Linked DNA regions of Gossypium hirsutum: all the other regions are linked to region 1. Evidence: chromatin contacts called from public Hi-C data. All regions are on one chromosome and are shown on one strand. Each heading gives the region's core, a stretch centred on a gene start, on an enhancer-like site or on the middle of the called end of the contact. The rest is flanking DNA. Distances are from core to core; before and after follow the strand shown.

Evidence for each region. Hi-C and Micro-C count contacts between places; a contact is called where the count stands out from the background.
Region 2: a contact with region 1 is called in a Hi-C map of leaf, with 2.3 times the contacts expected there. The contact joins the enhancer-like site here to the promoter of LOC107898302 in region 1. A contact is called at or near these places in 2 of 34 Hi-C or Micro-C datasets (callus and leaf).
Region 3: a Hi-C map of leaf shows a contact between it and region 1, with 2.6 times the contacts expected there. The contact joins the promoter of LOC107899396 here to the promoter of LOC107898302 in region 1. A contact is called at or near these places in 5 of 34 Hi-C or Micro-C datasets (anther, callus, leaf and 1 more).

What each region holds. Positions count from the first base shown.
Region 1 is chrD04:23,950,109-23,953,899 of Gossypium_hirsutum_v2.1, forward strand. It overlaps LOC107898302, which reads right to left and starts at 2,145. Exons shown (of 4, transcript XM_041091276.1): 1 at 1,457-2,145; 2 at 1,277-1,339.
Region 2 is chrD04:24,631,470-24,635,260 of Gossypium_hirsutum_v2.1, forward strand. No RefSeq gene overlaps it. Among protein-coding and RNA genes, the nearest start is that of LOC121216154, 25 kb to the right of the region's middle. Within about 2 kb of position 1,957, at least 6 of the 9 cell types and tissues checked have an H3K27ac peak or open chromatin away from gene starts, as enhancers often do. A contact at or near this core is called in leaf, where this site is marked.
Region 3 is chrD04:23,389,456-23,393,246 of Gossypium_hirsutum_v2.1, forward strand. LOC107899396 (DNA-3-methyladenine glycosylase) reads right to left here and starts at 1,802. Exons shown (of 6, transcript XM_041091263.1): 1 at 1,475-1,802; 2 at 1,115-1,186; 3 at 843-966; 4 at 421-491. The coding sequence starts at 1,768.

The DNA.
Region 1 (3,791 bases), core at 895-3,394:
TTTTGTTAATGGAATATTAAAGATGTTCGGGTCAACGTGTTTACTATGATAAATTTACCATATTATTTAGTTTGAACACTTTAGAAGGTGGTAGACGTCTCGTTTCTAGCTTATTAGTGGTGTGAGTTTCTAATAATCCTGAAAGGTATATTAGGCTGCCCAACATGATCGGAAGAAATAAAAAGGCCTCTTTCCAGAATCTAAATAATTGATTCAAAAAGAGAATCAAAAGTTGGAATGTGCGATTTTTATCCAAGAGGGTAAGGAGGTCTTTATAAAGACTGTTTTGCAAGCTATTCCCACATATTTTATGGGGTGTTTTTTACTTTCAAAATCTTTTTTGTGGTGATTTGGAGGGCATTATGGCTAAGTTTTAGTGGAAAAAGGGCATGAAAGAAAAGGTATTCATTGGTGTGGGTAGAGCCATTTGTGTGATTTAAAGGAAGATGGGGTATAATTTTCGGAGTTTGTCTAGTTTTAATATTACATTGTTAGCAAAGCAAGGATGGCGCATTTTAAATTATCTGAATTTTTTATTATCGCGGGTTCTAAAAGCTAAATATTTTTCAAATTCTGACTTTTTAAGTGCAAGTTTGAGAAATCTACCTTCTTATACCTGAAAGAGTATTTGGGCAACGAGGGGTCTTTTGCAAAGTTAACTTAATTGGCGGGTTGGTATAGGAGAGAAGATTTTGATTTGAGACGATGCATGGATACCGGGGTCTATCACGAATAATTCATATAGCAATGTTAGAGGTGATGGGATTCTTTTAGTTTCGGACTTAATTGATACACATAATGGAGAATGGAGGGAAAGTATTGTAGTTGATACCTTCCTAGAGGAAATGGCGACGAAAATCTTGCATTTTCCCTTATCTAAGAAAGCCCACGAAAACTTGAGGGTTTGGAGTGGTAAGCCCTTGGGGGAGTTCTCAGTCAGAAGTGGCTATAAACTATAACAAAAAGGTACTTTCTTTCCTAATAATGCTCAAATAGAGACCAATATTATAGATTTTTATAAAAAGTTATTGGCACTACATCTTCCCTCCAAGATTAAAATTACAATGTGGAAATTTTCTTGGAATTTTGTTTCCACTTTCGTTAATCTAAGGCTGAGACAAATTCCTGTTGAAGAGCTATGTCCTAACTGTCATGGAGTTGCAAAGAGCACTGACCACATTCTTAGGGAGTGCCCTACATCAACTGAGACCTAGGTTAATTTTGACCTGTTATGGGTTTCTTCAAATTTAGTACGGAATAGTTGGGAGTGGCTAACCTGAGTTTTTAGTAATAATGCCAGTGAACAACGTAGACTGTTTTGTTGTGGAGTGTGGGCAATCTGGATAAACAGAAACAAATTAGTGCATAAGGAGAAAAAATCGTTGGGGAAGGAAATTGCAGATTGGGTATTGGATTATATGAAGGGGTTGGGCGAGATGAAGGAAAAGGAACATACCAAGCATTAAGTCCATGTAAATTGGATTCCCTAGCTTGGAGCCATTGTGAAGATAAATTTTGACGCAGCCTTTGACGGTAGTAATGCTAAATCAGCATCAGGGGTGGTGGTTAGAAATGCCTCAGGGGAGATATTGACCTTGAAAACAACTTTTCATGAGTCTTTTTTGACGGAGTTCGCTATGGAGGCCCTTGCATGTTTTAAAGGCATATTATTGGGGGCTCAGTTGGGTTCGAATCGGTGACAGTTGAGGGTGACTCGATGACAACGATAAAGAAATCCAAGTTAAACACAGCAGACAAACCAGTGATTGGAGCAATCGTTAGAGATATTCGGTAGTGCAAAAGGTTTTTTTCTCATAATAGATTTTTAATATGTTCCCAAAATAGCAAATCATCTCAAACATATGATTTCAACGGAAAGTATGAAGAAGGGAGAGGAAATTTACCATGAAAGAGATGTTTCAGGGTTCGTCAAGGAAGCGTTGGATCGGAGAAGACCAAGGGCACCAGATTGAAGTTTTGACCTCTGTGAAACTCGGTTAGGGAAAGGAACAGGCAGGAGAAATGAAAATGTTATTTTGGAAACCTGCCTTAGGAGATTGCAACCTACAAAAAGCAAGGGATAAGGGCATTTATTTTTTGGGTGGTTGCAAGCTATATCTGATTGGGTTTTGTTTGTTTCTTTTAATTTTTCTGGTTTATTGGTTGGTAGTTTTTTAGGGTATTTTAATTGAGTTTTATGGGTTTGGCCGGTTTTATTTCTATTCGGCCTGGCCTTTTTTGTTTTTTAGTTTGATTTTGGACTATGTATTTGGTTTTTTTATGTTATTAAAGGCCCAGTCTAGTATTTTTTTAGAAAAAAAATCTACACAATTCTTATCACTAAATATTCAATGCAATATAATTTTTACTTTTAAAAAATGTATAACATGAAATATAAAACAATTTTAAATGGAAAACAATCCATTGTCTAGAAATTAATTTTTTTAAAAAAAATTGATTGCACAAAAATAAAAAATATTAACTTTTGGAAAAAAATGATTAAAATTGTAAAAAAAAGAAAGAAAAAGAAAAAATGATTGTTTATAATTTTAAAAAATTAATTATTTTAAGTAAATTAATTAAAGTGAAATTAAATTGAAGAAGATAGTAGATATAAACAACTGTATAATAATTTGTTATCTTTAAAATTTAATGACATGAAACTATTAATTTATTGGTGCCTAAAAACTATACTTTCTAGGATGATCCTAATATAACTTATTCCCTTTATTTTAACCCTTTATAACAAATTTCACTTATAACAACAACAAACATAATTATGAAGTATATATATATTTTTATTAAATTAGTTCTTTTATAAAAACATATTGCCTAAATTTTTTAAGTAAAATTATAACTATTTCATATAAGTAAGCCCATTAATTATAATTTACTAAATAAACATGATATCAATTAAAATATTATTTTAATAAAATATTTATATTTCACATAAAAAAAATATTAATCCCATCTTATTAAATGAAAATAATCTTTAATGAGTGAAGTTAGAGATAACAATTCCCCTTAATAATATTTTTTTAAAGAATTCTAATTAATATGATACACTTTCTAACACTAAATTAATTATCCTTAATAATATTTAACCCTAATTAGTTTTGACTAATTAAATAAAATTAAAAATAATAATAATAATACAAGGTTTATGCTTTCTTCAACTAGATTTATGATTTATAGTAAGCTGCGTTAAAATTTAGAATTTTAAGGAAAGTATTAAAGTAGAATAAGGTCTAAAGGGGTCTAGGATTTTAGAATTTTATAAAAAAAATAGATTAAATTCAGTGTTAAAAATAATAATAAGAGTGAATTTGATGTTTCTTAATATACTTTGTTATTCATGCAATCTAAAAAAATGATGTAGTGTGTATTAGGTGCCTAAATCTGACTTTTTTAGGATCATTCTAGTTAAAGTTAAACTCTAATAAAGATATGAATGACATTTTTAAAAAAGTTAAAAAGAAAAATTCCAAAAGAAATTACCCAATACTTTAGACCCACATGTTAGAAAAAAACTAATGAAATATATATTTTTCAATTATTTCAATAAGCAAAAAATATATTTTCTCACCGGCATAGTGAGTGCCGATATATCTATATCTATATTAAAATGTTTGCCATGGTTTAATACAATCATTTTGCATGCATGATTGGAGATGATGAGAGCAATTTGATTAGTTTTACAAATAATGGGGCTTATTTGATGATTTTAGGCAGATGATGAGAGCAAAAGAAAAGACGGAGGCAGCTCAGCCTGGGCATATATGCATGCAAAT
Region 2 (3,791 bases), core at 707-3,206, 680 kb after region 1:
CTTTGTAAATTATTTGTGAGATTGGTTAGCTTTTCTGCAAAGTTCAAAATCCTGATTGCTTGCAAGTGTTTTCAGATTCAAGTGAAGTGAAAAACCTACAATTGTAAATCTTTTGGCATCTATTCTATAGCATCCAAATTCTACTTTTAGTATAAATTTTGCTTCTAAATGCATCTGTCCTATGCATTGCTATTGTACAAAGGAACTAAGTGAGGCATGAAAAAATATGTGAACAGTTGGAATAGAATTTGGCCACCAAGAACAAATATACATGAAAAAGAGGGAATAAATCTTTTTAAAAAATTTGTTTAGTTGTTCCATGTGGTTTCTTCTATTCAGAAAGTAGGTGAAAAATAAAAAAATACAGTAAATTTTTTCGAAGTCTAAAAATTATTAAAAATCAGAAATATATATAAAAAAATTTTCAAAGTCTAAAAGTTATTAAAAATCAGAAAAATATATAAAAAATATATATTTTTATTAACTTATATTTAATAATAATTATTTTAAATTATATTTTATACTATTATATATTATGATTTTAGTAAATTCATATAAGAATATTTAATATTAAGAATTTTATTAAATTATATATTTTTATTAAATTATATTTAATAATAATTATGTTAAATTATATTTTATACTATTATATATTATAATTTTAGTAAATTCATATAAGAATATTTAATATTAAGAATTTTATTAAATCATATATTTTAATTAAAATATATTTAATAATAATTATTTCAAATTATATTTTATAGTATCATATATTATAATTTTAGTAAATTCATATAAGAATATTGATTATTAAGAATTTTATTAAATCATATATTTTAATTAAAATATATTTAATAATAATTATGTTAAATTATATTTTATAGTATCATATATTATGATTTGAGTAAAATAATATAAGAATATTGATTATTAAGAATTTTATTAAATTATATATTTTAATTAAAATATATTTAATAATAATTATGTTAATATATGATTAAATTATTTACTATTGATATTAATAATCTTATTAAAATTTAATAACAATAACAATAATTATTTACCTAAACAAATTTCTGCTAAGGGTATTCTAGTCATTTTAGTTTTTTCCCTTATGCTATTACTCCTCCATTCCATTCAACCAAACACAAGAATACTATTACGCCTCTATTCCATTACAGTGAACCAAACGTGCTATAATGTTTTTCTCAAGCTCATTTTTTGATTATGATATTTTTTCTCGCCCTTTCAAATTTTGGTAGGCTTTCGAGTTTGGACTGGTAAACCGATTCTTGAATAAATCTATTTAAATCTAACTCTTTTTTTTAATATAATGGATTTAAATCTAACTTTTTTAATCATACAATACTTATTATATTTATTATGTAATTTATATATAAAAAATAAATATAAAAAAATTAATGGATAAAAAAAATTAATTGTTTAGTTTAATACTTCAAAATTAATTGGAAAATCAATTTGCCATAACTCAATGTACTATATCGGTACGAGGCAATTTTCAATTATTTTTTTATTTTGTATAAATTAAAAATATTATGATGTATTTAATTTTTATTTCTAATTTAATATTATAATTTTTACTTTTAAAATACAAATTATTTTACCATCAATATAAAATCTGAAAAATGATTTGAGAAAAAAAAACAATTTTTATAAAACAAAAATATTTTACAACTAAAAGAAAACATGATATTTGGTTAAAAAATTATATTTGATATATTGATAGAGAATAATTTTGTACATAATTAATAAATAAAATGATGACATGTTATTAAAAGTATTTTAAAAATATATTAATAATATGTTTTTTTTAGATTAAACAATTGGGATTTATTATTAAAAAGAAAAAAAAACCCACAACCCAATACAAGCTAAAAAGTCAATGACAAAATAAATGGACCGTGAACACTGGCCCAACCCAGCTAAAACCAGGAGTTGCTCTAGAAGCATCTTTTCAGCATCAGCAACAATTAATTAGGCACGACTCCTGAATAAATTTAAGAAAACAACTTTCATAATTACTTATTTTTACAATGTACCAAACGAATTCTCAGCTACCCACCATTCCTCTCAAGGCTCCTCATTTCTCCGATTTGCATGACAACCCACCATATTTCAAATAGATAGGCTCTTCTGTCGATCTTTTTCCACTGTCGTTTCTGCAAAACCAGGTACCTTCCTTCTCATATTCCATTATTCCCCTCGTCTCAGACCTTCTGTAGCAAGTAGATGAGCAACACCATTTTTAGATCGGTGCCCAAATATGAATTTACAAGTCTGAAAACCCTTACTCAACCACTGACAGTCTTTGATGTAGGCATGGATATCTGACTTATCATCAGTCATCCTCTATGTTTTTTTTTTATCACAGATTTTGCCTCCTTCTATCTCCACAGCCATAACTCCCAAATCCACTCCCAGTTGGAGTCCCTGAACACAGGCAAGAGCCTCCGCTGCAAAACAGAAGGTACATTATCATTGAGAACAGTTCTTGCTACCAAAACCATTACATTCGAATCCCTAACCATAAGCCCTGAACAAGACCTATTATCCTTCTTGTTGTATGCTATATCAAAGTTGATTCTAGCAAATGGACTTTTCGGTGGCTTCCAACTCTCATTCCCCAGCAGATTAGCAGGTAAGACTTTTTCCAACCCATCCAGTTCTATAATGTAGCTTCTGACAAAATTAGCAATTTCTAACCCAGATTTCTTTTGCCTTCCATGTATCCACTTGTTCCTTTCTGTCCACAATACCCAAATTGCACATGCAAAGATTTGACTCTGACTAGTATAATTGTTTTCGAAAAACCAGGTAATCCAATCTATAAAACTCGCCTCTTCCACTAATTCTGGCCTAGCACAATTTAATTGTCTCCATGTATCCCTTGTTACAAGACACTCCCTAAACACATGTTCACAGGTCTCCACTCTTACTGCGCATTTTGGACAAACAACCACATTTGTTAGTCTCCTGTATTGTTGATTACATGGAGTACGGATAAAGTTTCTACAACATTTCTAGACTGTAATTTTCAATTTAGAGGGCATGTAATGCATGTATTTTGTCTGGTTTTGTAACTAGTTAGGATCCCCCGATAATTGTAATAGCTTTTTGTAAGCACTACGAACAGAATACACACCCGAGGCCTCACCTTTCCGCACCTTTCTACACCAGATAATCCTCATGAGGAATCCTTGCCAACAGGATTTTTAAAACTCTCTCAACATCAGTCACACAGAAGGTATTTTTGATAAACTCTCCTTTCTATTGTCTTGAATCCTTATCTATAAGATCAACCACCATCATTGCATCTAAAATTTTTCCACTACTTTGAATTTTGTGATCCCCAGTATCAGGCACCCAAGCAGCATCTTTAATTGGAATTTTGTTCCAGTTCCAACTCTCTAGCATATCCTGTCATGGAGACTACCTTTGGTAGCCCAAATGCTCTTCCAGGTATAAGAAGGTTTATTCTCTAACCTTGTGATGGTTGTCGATTTCACCAATATAATTCTACACTTAATTTGCAAACTTGAGCAGTATAGGGAGTAGGACCGATTCTTCAGAGACTGGGTTCACGTAAAATTGTTGCTCTTTCTCGACCAGATTCGCGTCTGGGAAGTTGTCGTGCCCAAGAAATTTGGGGAAGGATAAAAATTGACAACCTGAAATAAACAGAAAAAAAGCGTAAAAAGTAAAAGCTGAAAAAAAACAGTTAAATAAATCTGAAGAAAGATTAATTAAACTTAGCTCAGCTTTAGGCACGG
Region 3 (3,791 bases), core at 552-3,051, 560 kb before region 1:
CTGTTAGATTCACTTTAAACCTTCTTAGTAGCAAATCCAATGCTGAGTTTGAATGTTTGATAAATGAAAAATCTGAACTCATTTCATCACTTTCTTTTCTTTCGTTTTGGATAATTTTCATCATCCCCCCTCCCCCTCTCCCAAATTTTGTCATTATAGCTCATCTCACTAATAAGTTCAAATTGCATATAGGTGATGCAATGAATATGTCAAGGTAAAAGAGGATCAAGATTTTATTTGCACTTGAGAAGAATTCTTAATTAATTATCTGAAACCAATATTTAAAAACTGTTTATGCTAATTGAACCAACAAATCCACATTGCATAAAAAGGAACATGAAAATTATCTTCCATTAGCACTTAACAAAGAGAGAGATTATCAAAATAATCCAGAAATAAGAGGAAATAATAAACTCTAACCTTTCCGGGTCCAGTGAGAAGAATAGGCTTTTCAGTTTGCTGACCACGACGCTCCTGGATAGTCTCCAAACCTGCAGCGGGGTTCACATATTGCCTTCAACAAACATTATGTTTTGTTTTCTGACCCAAAGATAGAAAGCATGGAAAGATTCGAGATTTTTGTGAAGGACAAGAAAACTAGAAATGAATATTCCCACAAAAATTCTTAACAGTTACTATATTATGAGATGTTAAAGTAGGCGATTGCAAATAATTGAATAAGGACAATTCAAGGGATTATCAACTACGCATTCACAACAATGAAAGGCTAAATAGGCTACAAAAATAAGAAACATTAGCAATTTAATAGATAACAAACAAAGCAGATGATTATAGAAGTAACAGATACTTAGTTAATACCGGATAATAATATTATAACTTACCACACACCGGAGCGCATGCACGTATTAACACTGCAGCCCCAGCTCCTTCTTTGTCAGCAACAACATTGAGCATCGTATGAAGTCCATAGCAAAGATAAACATAAGCATGCCCTCCAGGACCAAACTACAACAACCACATAGAGGAACTCAATATCTATTATTATTAGTACCAAAATAAACATAAATAGTGTTAAAATCATCAAGGTATTACTGGAGCAATAATCAGATTAGCGAGAACATGTGAAAGATGAAAGCAAAAGGGCTAAACTCACAACAGGGGCTGTTCTTGCAGTGACTCCAAATCTACCATGACAAGCTGAATCATTTGGCCTATAAGCCTCTACCTGTTAAAACATAATGATTCAAATTAGAAAATACATAACAATGGAATTAAAATTAATTGCGGGGGGGGGGGAATGAAACTTTGACCAAACCCAATTAGTAGGTAGCCTTTGTTTTTCTTTGGTTTTCTTCTCAGCAAGCAAATAAATGGGCATTTGAACAAAATTCAACTGCTCAAATTAATGAAAGCCCCAACACCCAAAAAGTACAAATTTCGAACTTCCATTTCGATTTTCCGAAGAACAAAAAGAATTTGGGAAGAAAGTCAGCAAAAATGCACCAAAAATTACCTCAGTGATTTGAAGAACAACATCATCTCTCCTTAAAAACTTGCCAAGCAAATGTGGCGCCAAATCAAGAGCGTCAATTTGAAAGAACTCCGGGGGCAGTATCGTGGTATTGCGAAAACAAGGGAGAGAAACCGGAGAAGATTGCGGCCGAGTTTGTTTACGGCTTGGTTTGGTCCGGGTCCTAACGGTCGCTGCTTTGGAACTCTGACTCCTCCGTCCCTCCAGGCATTGGCTCGACCGAACTGTTTTCCTGGATTTCGAAGCAACTGGTTTAAATTGGGGAGTTGGGTTCATCTGGACCAAAAGTGTAGGAGCTGAAAGAGACGTGAGGACATTGAATTATTTTATATTGGTCAGAATTTGAAGGTTGGGTACTTTTTGGGTAAACGACCCACTCAACTTTTAGAATATTTTCAATTTGATCACCTAAAATTAAATTTTTATAATTTTGTCAGCTAACTTTTAGGGCAGTTTCATTTCAGTCACAAGCTCTAACGGCAGTTAATTGTATATGTTACAACATATTTGCACTTTCATTTTTGTCACCCAACTTTCGAGTCGCTTTAAGTTTAGTAACCCAAAAAAAATATCGTTTTTAAGTATTGATTGGGGTAAATAAAACATCAAGCATTAAAGTGAAATAGTGATAGAAACTAAAATAATACACAATATCAAATTGTACTTGTTTATCCAATTGTCGAAATTCTAAATTTTTTTTTTAAATATTGAAAATTTAAATTTCAAAACATCAAAATAAATTAAATAAATTATTGATTTTTTTATCCCTTGATAATGTCAACTGATTTGTTATTATAATATTGAAATTAATTAATTTAATCACCATCTAAAATTTAAAATTTTATTTTATATTTTCCAAATTATTGTAACGTCCTTAAAACCCCCTTAATCGTAAATAGTGTTAATTCGAGAATATACAACTTAAAATTTTCGAAGCCAATAAAATAAGAATTATTAGTGTTAGTAGAAAAGATAATTGGATACTTGAGGGAATTGAAAAGATTAATATATTGAAAGATATTAATTTAAGGTAGAAACTAAATTGTAAGGTTATAGAAGTGTTAGAATAAAAATGAAAGATTTAATGTGAAAGAACATTGAGTGCAATTATTACAAAAAGAGTAGATGATTGTTTAAATTTTTAATTAAAGAAAGATATGAAAATTTTGTCAGGGCCGTTGGATAACATAGGAAAGAATTAAATCTAAGCCATTGAAAATGGTATGTTATGGAAAGATTTTTTTTAGTTGTCATTCTTTTTATTTCTTTATATATTATTGACATTATATCATATAATTTTATTATTATTAAATTAGTTAGTGACGTGATCTTTGGAATGTTAATTGGACCAAACATCAAGCTGCCCATTTCCATATTATTTAGGACGTATGTTGATTAGACTCCAAGAGGTAGGATGTAAGATATTTCTGATGGTCCAATTAAAATTCCTATTAGGCCTATGATGCGGGCTAGAGCTAAGAGATTCAAAGAACACTTGTAGGTTTGATCCAACACGTTTGGGCTGAATATGACAAGTTCAATCTTTATTTGGCATCTATTAAAGATTCAAGTTCATGCAACATTTTGCACGTGGAATTTTGAAGCTCAATCATCCTTTTTACTTTGTCTTAATTCCACAACTTTTTAAAATCATATTTTTTTGTTTCAATGTGTCTTATTATTTAAGTATTAAATATTGTAATTTTCATTAGTTTTATATCTAATGTGTCCTATTGTGTTTTAAATATGTCTTAGTTTGTTATGTTATTATCATGTCTTTTTTGTTACAATTTAATTGTTATGTTTATTTTTGTCTTTAATATGTCTTTATTTTGTCCTAGGAACAACAAAGGGTCGGTCACCTAAGGGGTTACAAGGAGTTGTCCATTCAGCTAAGGAATATGGAATTAAGGTGCTTTAAACTAGGTCTGTTTGTTCTCCAAGGTTCATACAAAACTGAACAGTCACAAAGAAGGTGCAAAGCCTTAAGGATTAAGCTACATGAACATTCATCAAGTGTCCATTCAAACTCCTTCACATATATGGAATTTTCGGTAACCAAAGGGTCTTAGATGAATTTGGTTGATTGACTTCTTCCCATGCATGAACTCTCTTCCAATGTGTTAAATGCAGCCACCAAATTCATCATCAAGGTGCATGGACGGCAAGGGGAATGTATACAATTGTTTGTTGTATTCTTTGAATACTTGGATTGATGAATTTTAGGATTAATGTATTATTTTAATTCATGTATTCACATTAAAAGCTGAAATGACCATTCGTTTTCTAGGGTCCTATA